2 separate regions of the Mus musculus genome follow, and region 1 is linked to region 2. Evidence: chromatin contacts called from public promoter capture Hi-C data. All regions are on one chromosome and are shown on one strand. Each heading gives the region's core, a stretch centred on a gene start, on an enhancer-like site or on the middle of the called end of the contact. The rest is flanking DNA. Distances are from core to core; before and after follow the strand shown. Region 1 holds the start of Klhl25 (kelch-like 25). Region 2 holds the start of Sv2b (synaptic vesicle glycoprotein 2 b).

Evidence for each region. Promoter capture Hi-C pulls out the DNA fragments that hold promoters and counts their contacts.
Region 1: a promoter capture Hi-C map of pre-B cells shows a contact between it and region 2, with 2.8 times the contacts expected there. The contact joins the promoter of Klhl25 here to the promoter of Sv2b in region 2. A contact is called at or near these places in 3 of 39 promoter capture datasets (the C10 cell line, embryonic stem cells and pre-B cells), 1 of 484 Hi-C or Micro-C datasets (pre-B cells), 2 of 115 datasets of contacts at active chromatin or transcription factors (bone marrow-derived macrophages and large pre-B cells) and 1 of 9 other capture datasets (macrophages).

The regions. Positions count from the first base shown.
Region 1 is chr7:75,847,014-75,851,674 of GRCm38.p6, reverse strand. Klhl25 (kelch-like 25) reads right to left here and starts at 3,337. Exons shown (of 3, transcript NM_001122780.1): 1 at 3,202-3,337. Gm51489 (a long non-coding RNA gene) reads right to left here. Exons shown (of 3, transcript XR_003946804.1): 3 at 3,963-4,075.
Region 2 is chr7:75,307,609-75,312,290 of GRCm38.p6, reverse strand. Sv2b (synaptic vesicle glycoprotein 2 b) reads left to right here and starts at 3,029. Exons shown (of 13, transcript NM_153579.4): 1 at 3,029-3,417. 1500012K07Rik (RIKEN cDNA 1500012K07 gene) reads right to left here and starts at 3,589. Exons shown (of 3, transcript NR_045814.1): 1 at 3,375-3,589; 2 at 113-223.

The DNA.
Region 1 (4,661 bases), core at 2,088-4,587, 540 kb before region 2:
ACCACCACACCTAGCTCTAACTTGGATTTCTAAAACCACAAAGCTAACAGGTTTTTTGAGACAGGATCTCACTCGTATCCCTAACTGTTCCGTATCTGCCCGCCCTGGCAGCACTTTGAGTTCTGGGATTAACGGTGTTTATACCCTAGCACCTCTCTGAGACAGTGCTGTGTGCTGTGTGCTCCCCAAGCTCACCTTGAACTCCTGCTCCTCCTCCCTTCGCTTGCCAAGGGCTGAGCACAGGTGTGAGCCTCGCTGCCTGGATTGATCCCGGGCTTTATGCACGGCAGGCAAGCACTCGTCAATGAGCACATCTCAGCCCAGGGTACTGTCACTTAGAAGAACAGGACACAGTTGCTTACCTCTTATCATCCAAGGGGGAACCAAGGCAGGGCTGGGGAAAGGTTTAAGAGCAAGAAAGAGATTAACACCTCCATGCTGTGTCAGGAGGACAGAGCAAAGGGGACAGGGAGGTGGGCACGAGCAGCCCACTAGAAGCCAGACACCATTTCAGGATGAGCTGTACAGTGCAGGTTGTCACCTACACCCTCCTCCAGGAGGCCTCACAGTGACACGGGCAGCATTTGAACCCAGGTCAACCAGAGCCTGAGCTCCTTCCACTCACCCTGTGCTGAAGGGACTTAAGGGGCAGCCCTGCCAACCTCAGAGTCCCTTTCTGTCCCTTTAGTGTCTGCTCCCAAGTCCTAACAAGCCCCAGAGACACCTGGCAGGGCAGGCAGGTGTCAGCTTCAGATGTCTTTAGAGCTGGTGCCAGCAGAGGGTTCTCAGGGCATGGGCACGGTTGCTGAGAAGGAGAAAAAGCCTGCAGTGGCAGCCAGACAGCAGCAGACTCATCACAAGTCCTGCTGGGATGCGGTTTCTGTACGCTGGGATGCTTAAGTTCTGCCTCTGCCTGGCCATCCTCACATAGCTCCCAAGTGTTTCCTGGCCTCGAAAAGGATTCACTGGCAGATCAGCAAGGCAACTCAATTATGAAATTTACCACATTAGAGGACTTACTGCATTAGCATTTCAATCGGCCAATTCATTTGTGGCCCACCACTGTTGGCTTGTGCCAGCTCTATAGGGGTGTGTGTGTGTGTGTGTGTGTGTGTGTGTGTGTGTCCTGCCCAGGGCACACTGACACTGCCAGCTAATAAAGAACTCAGGGCCCAGGCAGTGAGCTGGTGAGCAGGAGCCCCCAGAAGCTGCTGGGAAGCCAGGTCCTCCAATGAACCTGGACAGCTGCCCATCCTAGAGCTGGCCCTGGGAGAGTGTGGATGGATGGCTAGAAAAAATGGCTGCAACCAGGGCATGGAATGAAGGTTTGGTAGGCTCATGCTGGCTTTCCTTTTCTCTCTCCAAGAAGCCTTCATCCTTCTCTCCAGCTTCCTGTTACCTGCTCCCTGGGGTTCTGCAAACTGATGTATCAAGGTCCCCATCCATGAGCCAGCACCTCCTCCTTTCTGAAAGCAGGGTCTCAATATCATCTGCTCAAATGATTAGTTTGACTAAAGCCGTCTCTGCATACATAGCAAGCTCACTGCTCCAGGCCGCCCTCCTCCCTCTAAGACAGGAAGGATGCATTTACTTTACAGCGCACACGGGGGCATTTCTTTTTGTCTTCCTACTTTTCTCTCCCTACACTGGTGGCACAGGCTTAAGATGCCATCAACAGGAACTGAGCCACCGTGGAACACACAACTTGCACACGGATCCTGCACCGCTGCATGGCGCAAGGAACCCAGTTGCAGTTCGATGCCCATGAAAAAGATTTCGTCTGTCCATCCTCCACAATTTTTTTGAACAATCTCCCTGGACTGGCTTGCTGATAAAGGACTCAGCTGAAATATCAATAATTACAGGGCTGGGACAAAAGTGACTTTGCCCATCTCCACAGACAAAGCCTGTGATCTCCACAACCCTGTCTTAGAGGGACCAAATCTACTGTAGGATAAGAGCACCGTGGGTCCTCCCTCCTCTGTCCCCTGACACAAGCTTTCAGCAACACCCATAAAAAGTCCTCCCAGCATAACTGTGCCGCTTATGAAAGAGGCTCAGCAAACTAGAGGGTCAGGTGCCAAGTGCCCCTCCCTCCCCGTCTTACTCCAGGGGTGAAGAGCCCAGACATCTGGCATACCTTGTCCTGCCCTGAGCATGGAGGGAGAACTAGTGCCCAATGAACCTTGGCCAAAGCAACTTGGCCTCTGGTCTCCCCAAAGTACAGATGAACTACAAAGCCCCCGAGAGTCCGCCCCTCCCCCCAACTTCCTGTGCTCGAGTCTCTAGAAAGTCTCCCAGATTGGTAAGGTGGCACTTGCTTATAAACCCAGCTCTCAGGAGACTGGGACCAGAGATTTCATGCTCAAGGCTGGCCTGACGTTTATAACAAGACTAAAACCGGGAGAGGAAAAAAAGAAAAAAAAGTAAGACTGTGAGAATCCACTTTGAGGTCCTTGAGGCACTTGCACCCAAGTGTCTGGTGCCCCAGTAGGCACAATTCCCGAGTAGGAAAAAGCTTCTAATACAGCTATGAAGGAGACTAGTCCAGTGGGGATTTGCAGACCACAGCGGAATTCTCGCGCCAGGGCAACGCATGGGAGGAGGGGAATGGGATGGCGGGGGGAGGGGGGGGTGGACTACTTGCTACGGCCCTGCCAGATCGGCCACCACCTGGGTAGGTAGGGGCGTATGGCTCCGGGAGTGTCACCACTCTCCCTTGATAGACAACTTTCCAGACAGGAAGGACCCTATGCTGCGGGCCACACGGCCAGGCCCTGCTGTCTACTCTTCCCTGGTTTAACCCCTCGGCCCTGGCTAGGTACAAGCAAGTCGCGGGGACCTTGGCTAGGTGTGTGCACAAAGCTGCACGGTTCGCATCCTCGAAGACAAGCAGTTTCCTCTTTCTAGGATCAATAGTAATTTTTTTAAAAAAGAGAATCAGCGGACTCAATGAATCAAACACTCCCGGGAGAGGGTAGCCGCTCCTGCGCGTAACATCCGTTTGGAAAACAATTCATTCCCTTGGCGGGAGCTCTGAACATAACAGTACGGGGTCCCCAAGCTCGATCGAGGGGCGCTCCCAGGTCAGCACCCACTTCCCCGACCCAGTGAACTGGGCCTGCGGTCCTACGCCCTGCCCGGCGATCCTCGAGCAGGATCGCTCGCTGTCCCGGTGACAAGTTCCGACCTGATCCTCACCGTGCGGCCCCACAGGCTCTGCAGTCCCCGCCGCTGCCGCCGCCCCCGGCCGGCTCACCAGTCCCGGCCGCGATCCCGTAGCCGAACCGCACGGGCGCTGCCAACAAACTAGTTTCTCCGGCCTTCCCGCCCCGCCTCGCGGCCCGAAGCGCAGCAACCAATCATAAACCGCGCCTCTGTGACGGATGGGTCGACTGACCCGTAATACAGTCGCGTGAGAAGAAAGGGACGGTCGTCCAGGCCATCGGTGCCGCGGAAGGCGGGGCGGGGAGAGGAAAGCGACTGCCACCAGATTCTTAAAGGGACAGGCCATTGCCTTTCTGTTCTGGTGGCCAGAGTTGGGAGAAAGCAACACGACCTGTTCTAGAGCTTCTCTTAAGGAAGGTCTTTGTCGATCACACGCATTCTTCTTTCTGTTACCGAATCACAGCCGTTGTTGATCTTTTTAAAGACCAGCAATCTAATCGCTCCTATGTTAAGGAAATCCTTTTTCCCTCCCGGCTAGTTTCGATGCGAGGGAATTTCTACAGACACGAATCCCTGTCTATACTGGGAATTCCCAGATTTCAAGGGAGAGGACTTTAAGCTTCAGCTGTTCTGTCAAGCCGGTGGAAATTTCTTCCTAAACTTTTTTTTAACCCTTCAAATATCCTTCACTATTAGAACTCTCAGCGGTACAAAACTGATAGAGTAAATCTATATCTATACATACATACATACATACATACATACATACAACACACATATGGAATTTATTAGAGTAACTTTCAGGCTGTGGCCGGGGTAGCCCAACAATGGCTGTCTCCGGATATAACGTCTGAGAGTCCAACTGTCAGTCCACGAGGCTGGATGCTTCAGCTGGTCTTCAGTATACCTTGGAATTCAGAAGAAGTTGGCTATAATACAATGAAAGAATGACCCTACCTGTGAAACTTAAGGGCAGACAAAGAGCAAAAGCTTGCTTCTTCCAGGTCCTTTTTCCAGGCTGCCGCTAGAAGGTGCCCAGATTTAGGGTGGGTCTTCGGGGGTGGGTGGATATGGGGGACTTTTGGTATAGCATTGGAAATGTAAATGAGCTAAATACCTAATAAAAAATGGAAAAAAAAAAAAGAATGAAATTGGCTCAAAAAAAAAAAAAAAAGGGTCTTCCTATCTCAAATGATCCAACCAGGAAAAAATCCCTCACAGGTGAGCCCAGCTGCTTGGGTTTTAGCTACTCCAGATATAATCAAGTTGAGGATCAAGAGTAGACATCACACTTGCCCAACGCATCCATTAGTTCATTTAAGAGTTACTAGATGAGCTGGGGAGTGGCGCTCACAACCACCTGTAATGAGAACGCCCTCTTCTGGTGCGTCTGAAGTCAGCTACAGTGTACTTATGTATAATAATAAATCTTTGGGCCGGAGCGAGCAGAGACTCTAAAAATTCAATTCCCAACAACCACATGAAGGTTCACA
Region 2 (4,682 bases), core at 1,780-4,279:
AAAATGACAATAAGAATCATTATTCAGATGGAATAAAATATCCATGGAAGGAGTTGCAGAGACAAAGTTTGGAGCTAAGATGAAAGAATGGGCCATTTAGAGACTGTCTCACCTGGGGGTCCATCCCATAATCAGCCACCAAATGCAGACACTATTGCATACGCCAGCAAGATTTTGCGAAGGGATCCTGATATAGCTGTCTCCTGTGAGGCTTTGCCAGTGCCTGGAAAATACAGAAGTGGATGCTCACAGTCATCTATAGGATGGAATACAGGGCGCCCAATATACGAGCTAGAGAAAGTACCCAAGAGCCGAAGGGGTCTGCAACCCTATAGGTGGAACAACAATATGAACTAAGCAGTACTCCCAGAGCTTGTGTCTCTAGCTGCATATGTAGCAGAAGATGGCCTAGTCTGCCATCATTGGAAAGAGAGGCCCCTAGGTCTTGTAAACTTTATATGCCCCAGTACAGGGGAACGCCAGGGCCAAGAAGTGGGATTGAGTGGGTAAGGGATCAGGGTGGGGGGAGGGTATAGGGGACTTTTGGGATAGCATTTGAAATGTAAATGAAGAAAATATCTAATAAAATGTGGGGAAAAGAGAATATTAAGAATCCCTTTAAATAAATAAATTCAAAAATTGAAAAAAAAAAGAACCACTATTTAGGCACATGGTATTGGCTTAAGTGTGTAATGGACTTTAGGCATATTGCCCTCTACCCCTTCTCTTCTCACCCTTCCTTCCCCCAGTAGTGCCCTATTCTCCCAAATAGGTTTTAATGCTTATTTCTTTGAGGTTGTCCGCTGTCTTTCACACGTTTATGAATGTGGAATCCACCACATGTGCTTAGGGTCATTTGTATGAGCTAGGGTGGGAGCTTTATTTACCAGATCAAGAGCAACTTTGCATCAGTGACACCTCCGAGGAATAGGACTCTAGCAGCAATTATCTGCTGATAGCTCCCCGGGGAGCTATTATCTAGGAAGAGTATTTCCATTCAAACTATTTTTTCTTTTGTAGCTCACAAAGTCAGTATTTCCCTTCGTCTTCATCACTGAAATAAATGTCAATCTAAATATACACATCTAAAACTTTGAAGTAGGATTTACATCCACATTCACATGGTATTTGATGTGTCTATATAAAACCAGACACCATAAATGAGAGAAAGCATGACATTAGTCTTTCTGAGGTTGACTTAGTTTAATCTGATTATCTCTAGTTGTATCCATCAGCACATAGACTTCTGAATCTACTTTAGCCTTTGTCTTATTGAAGGTTTTATTGCTGTAAAGAGACACCGTGACCAAGGCAGTGCTAATAAAGGAAATGTTTACTTGGGGCCAGCTTACAGTTTTAGAGGTTTAGTTCGTTATCCTCATGGTAGGGAAGTATGGCAACGTACAGGCAGACAGGGTGCTGAAGAAGGAGCTGAGAATTCTACATCTTGGTCCACAGGCAGCAAGCAGAAGGAGACTGGGTGCCACACTGGGCATAGCTTGTGCAGAAGAGACCTCAAAGCCCATTTCCACAGCAACACACTTCTTCCAACCAAGCCTCACTTCCTAATAGTACCACTTCCTATGGTTCGGCATTCGAACACACCATACAGGGCATCTGCATAACTTCCTAATTCTCTGGTATGTGTAGGTGTTCATAAATTCCTTGAATTACTAAGGAAATTATCTGGATTGTCCTTTCAAGTTCTCACTCAATGGAATGGGTAGAGGGGAATGGATCAGGTGAAGCATGGAAGCTGTTGATGTCAGTGGGGAGACACTTTTGTTCACTCGACGAGGAAGAAGTGTTTCTAAGGACAAAGGGAAGCCAATGGCCTGGTTTTAGTCAGGAAGGAACCAAGATTAGACTTACACCTTAGGGAACAACTATGGGAGGGGAACTAGGGAAGCCCTTGCAAGGTGGTTCAGGGTCAAGCCCAGGCTAAGAAAGAGGTGGGGAGCTGAGAGAAGCCTTCTGTAGCTGGAGGGGGTGATAGAAGTGAAGAGCTTGGGGAGGCAGAAGTATTGAGTGGAGAAAAGGCAAGATTCTTCTCTTTTGCCTCCACTTTGACATAATTAGGTACAATGGTTGGTTTTGTTAACAACACACACCTACACACATATGTGAAGAGCAACTTCAGTTGGGAAAATACCTTCATCAGATTGCCTGTAGGTAAGTTTTGTGAGGGCATTTTTTTTTTTTTTTTTTTGTTTTTAAATTAGAGACTGATACGGGAAGTCCAGCTTACTGGGAATGGTGCCAGTCCTGACCAGGTAGTCCTGAGTTTAATAAGAAAGGAGACCTAACATGCCAGTAAGCAGTGTTCCCCAGTTGCCTCTCCCTCATTTTCTGCCCTGACTTCCCTCAATGGATTGTGCTGGTGATACGTAAGTTCAGTAGACTCTTTCCCCACCAAACTGCCTTTGGTCATGGTATCGTTCTCATAGTTGTCCTTCTCACAGTTAGAAAAGCAATTAGGGAAGGTACTTAGCAGACACTACAGAAGACTAGGCCCCTGTACTGTTGTTTAATTTGGACTTTGAACTTCCAGGGTGACTTCGTTCATGACTTTATTTCCTTCTAGAAGGAACCCTATGCTTTGGGAAAATCTTCCCAGGCTGGCTGCATTGTGTTTGTGAGCCGGGTGTGTGTGTGTGTGTGTGTGTGTGTGTGTGTGTGTGCGCGCGCGTGTGGCATTGGTAAGAAGGAAACAGCTAGAGCCTTTCTCCAATATATTAAACCCTCCAAATTTTCCTCATCCCCTCCCCACCCCCCGGACCCTCCGCTGGCCAAGCAAGCTCTTTTTCAGTTCCAAAGGAGTTAAGAAGACCAGAACGATTTGTCAACATCTATTATCTTGGGTAGTTTGGGGATGGCATAATCCGAGGACACCCCCAGTCCAAGACCGAGCTTGGGGACAGAGCTTGGAGTCTTATGCGCCTTGGCGCCTTAGGTGGGAGGGTGGAGAGACCAAGATATTTATAGTCAGTTGGGAACAAACCTAATAGAATAAGACGTTTGCAGGTCTGTTCATCCGCAAATCCAGAAAGGGCGGGTCCGGGGAGTGGGCTCTGGCTCCCCTCCAACCTATCCGGAACTCCTCTCCTTGGATCTGAAAGGGAGTTAGAAGCAAAGAGCTTTCCGCAGTGAACACAGTGCCTGGACTAGGCTCTGGCTGATCCTTCTAAATAGACTCAGGAGCCCCGGGAGGGCTGGGGTGCTGCAGGGTGCTGGGAGCGCGCTGCACAGAGGCTCTGCACAGCGGAGGCAGCAGCGAAGGCGACGAGGGCGCGGCGATGCAGGTGTGCCCTAGGGAGAGCCTGCCTCGGTTGGGATTACCAACCGCGTTAGCCTGAGCTGCCGCCCAGACTTACGGTGTTCGGCTGCTGACCGGCTCGCTGCGGATTTTCCACCCAGGTAGGGGACGGCGATTCTCGCGGTGGTGCGGGGCTCCCAGGCCTGGCATGCTGAGACCCGTGCTGGGACCTCTGGGTGCGGTTGTTAGGAAAAGCCTCAAAGGGCAGCAGAGTTGGAAAGCAGCGCACCGAAAAAGGAGCACTTGCTGCTGCCCCGGGCTGCGCGCTTCTTTGAACGTGGCCTTCCCCAGGACTTGGAGTGAAAGCACATGAACTATTGGCGCGGTAAATAGTTTCCCAACTTGGGCTACTGACATTTATAGCTGCTTTCCACATGCTTCCTGGACATCCCTTTAGTTCAACCTTACTCCTCGTTGGCTTTTTCTCAGAGAACAGATTAAATACGTGCCCACACCTGCTGGCTCTGGACTGGGGTTTGTGTGTGTTTCTCTGTGTTGAGGGCGCCCTCCGCGGGCGTGGGAGCCGTTTCTTAGGGACTTTCTTTTTTTTTTTTTTTCTGGATGGATTTTTAGCGCAAGGAAAAGAACATGATTTGTTTTGCAGGGATGGGTGAGCAAATGCCGTTAGCTAGGGAGGAGCAAGGCGCTGCTGTTCCCTCCGCAGCAGACCAGTGGTAGATTTCTCATCTGTCGGGTACAGCAGATCCAGCTGCCCAAATGCTTTTATCTTTTATCCAGAAATTGCAGATGCAAACAGGCTCCGTTTAAAGGTAACTTGATGCAGATGTGTTGGGTAAGGTAGGGTGGGACGCTGTGGGATGCTTGCTGGTTTCTAAGCCTGTTTGGAAGGTGAATGTGGGTGGCTCTGGGTCTCAAGGAGGGGCAGGTGAGGGGTGAGAGGTGTGTGGATGGTGGGGAACTAGACATTGCAACCAGCTTGGCGGTCTCTTCTATGCTTTCCCTTGCCCTTTGCAGAAGAGGCGGCTTGCTAGAAGATGCAGTTGATATGGTGAGTGAGGCACAATCTGCGTCTTCCCTGAGTCAGCAAATACTTGCCCAACGGTTTTATGTGTCAGAGGTGGCATTGATCCTTAGGGATGAAGAGGTGATGGAAACAAAATCCTAATGTGGCACAGGCTCACACCCGGTGGGGGACAAACACCTGTAGTAAGGAGGTGTGACCAGTTCGGGATTGGTTTTGTTTCTTGAGCCATTGCTCTTGAATATCCTGCAACCCTCTCCCATTCCATCACCATCACGGCTGATGGGAAGGCAGAGCTGATGTTAGCAGAACAAGACTAGTGTCAAGGAGGCACTCTGAAGGCTGCACTGAGGGCAAAGCACACCAATGCAGGTCCGGCTTTTT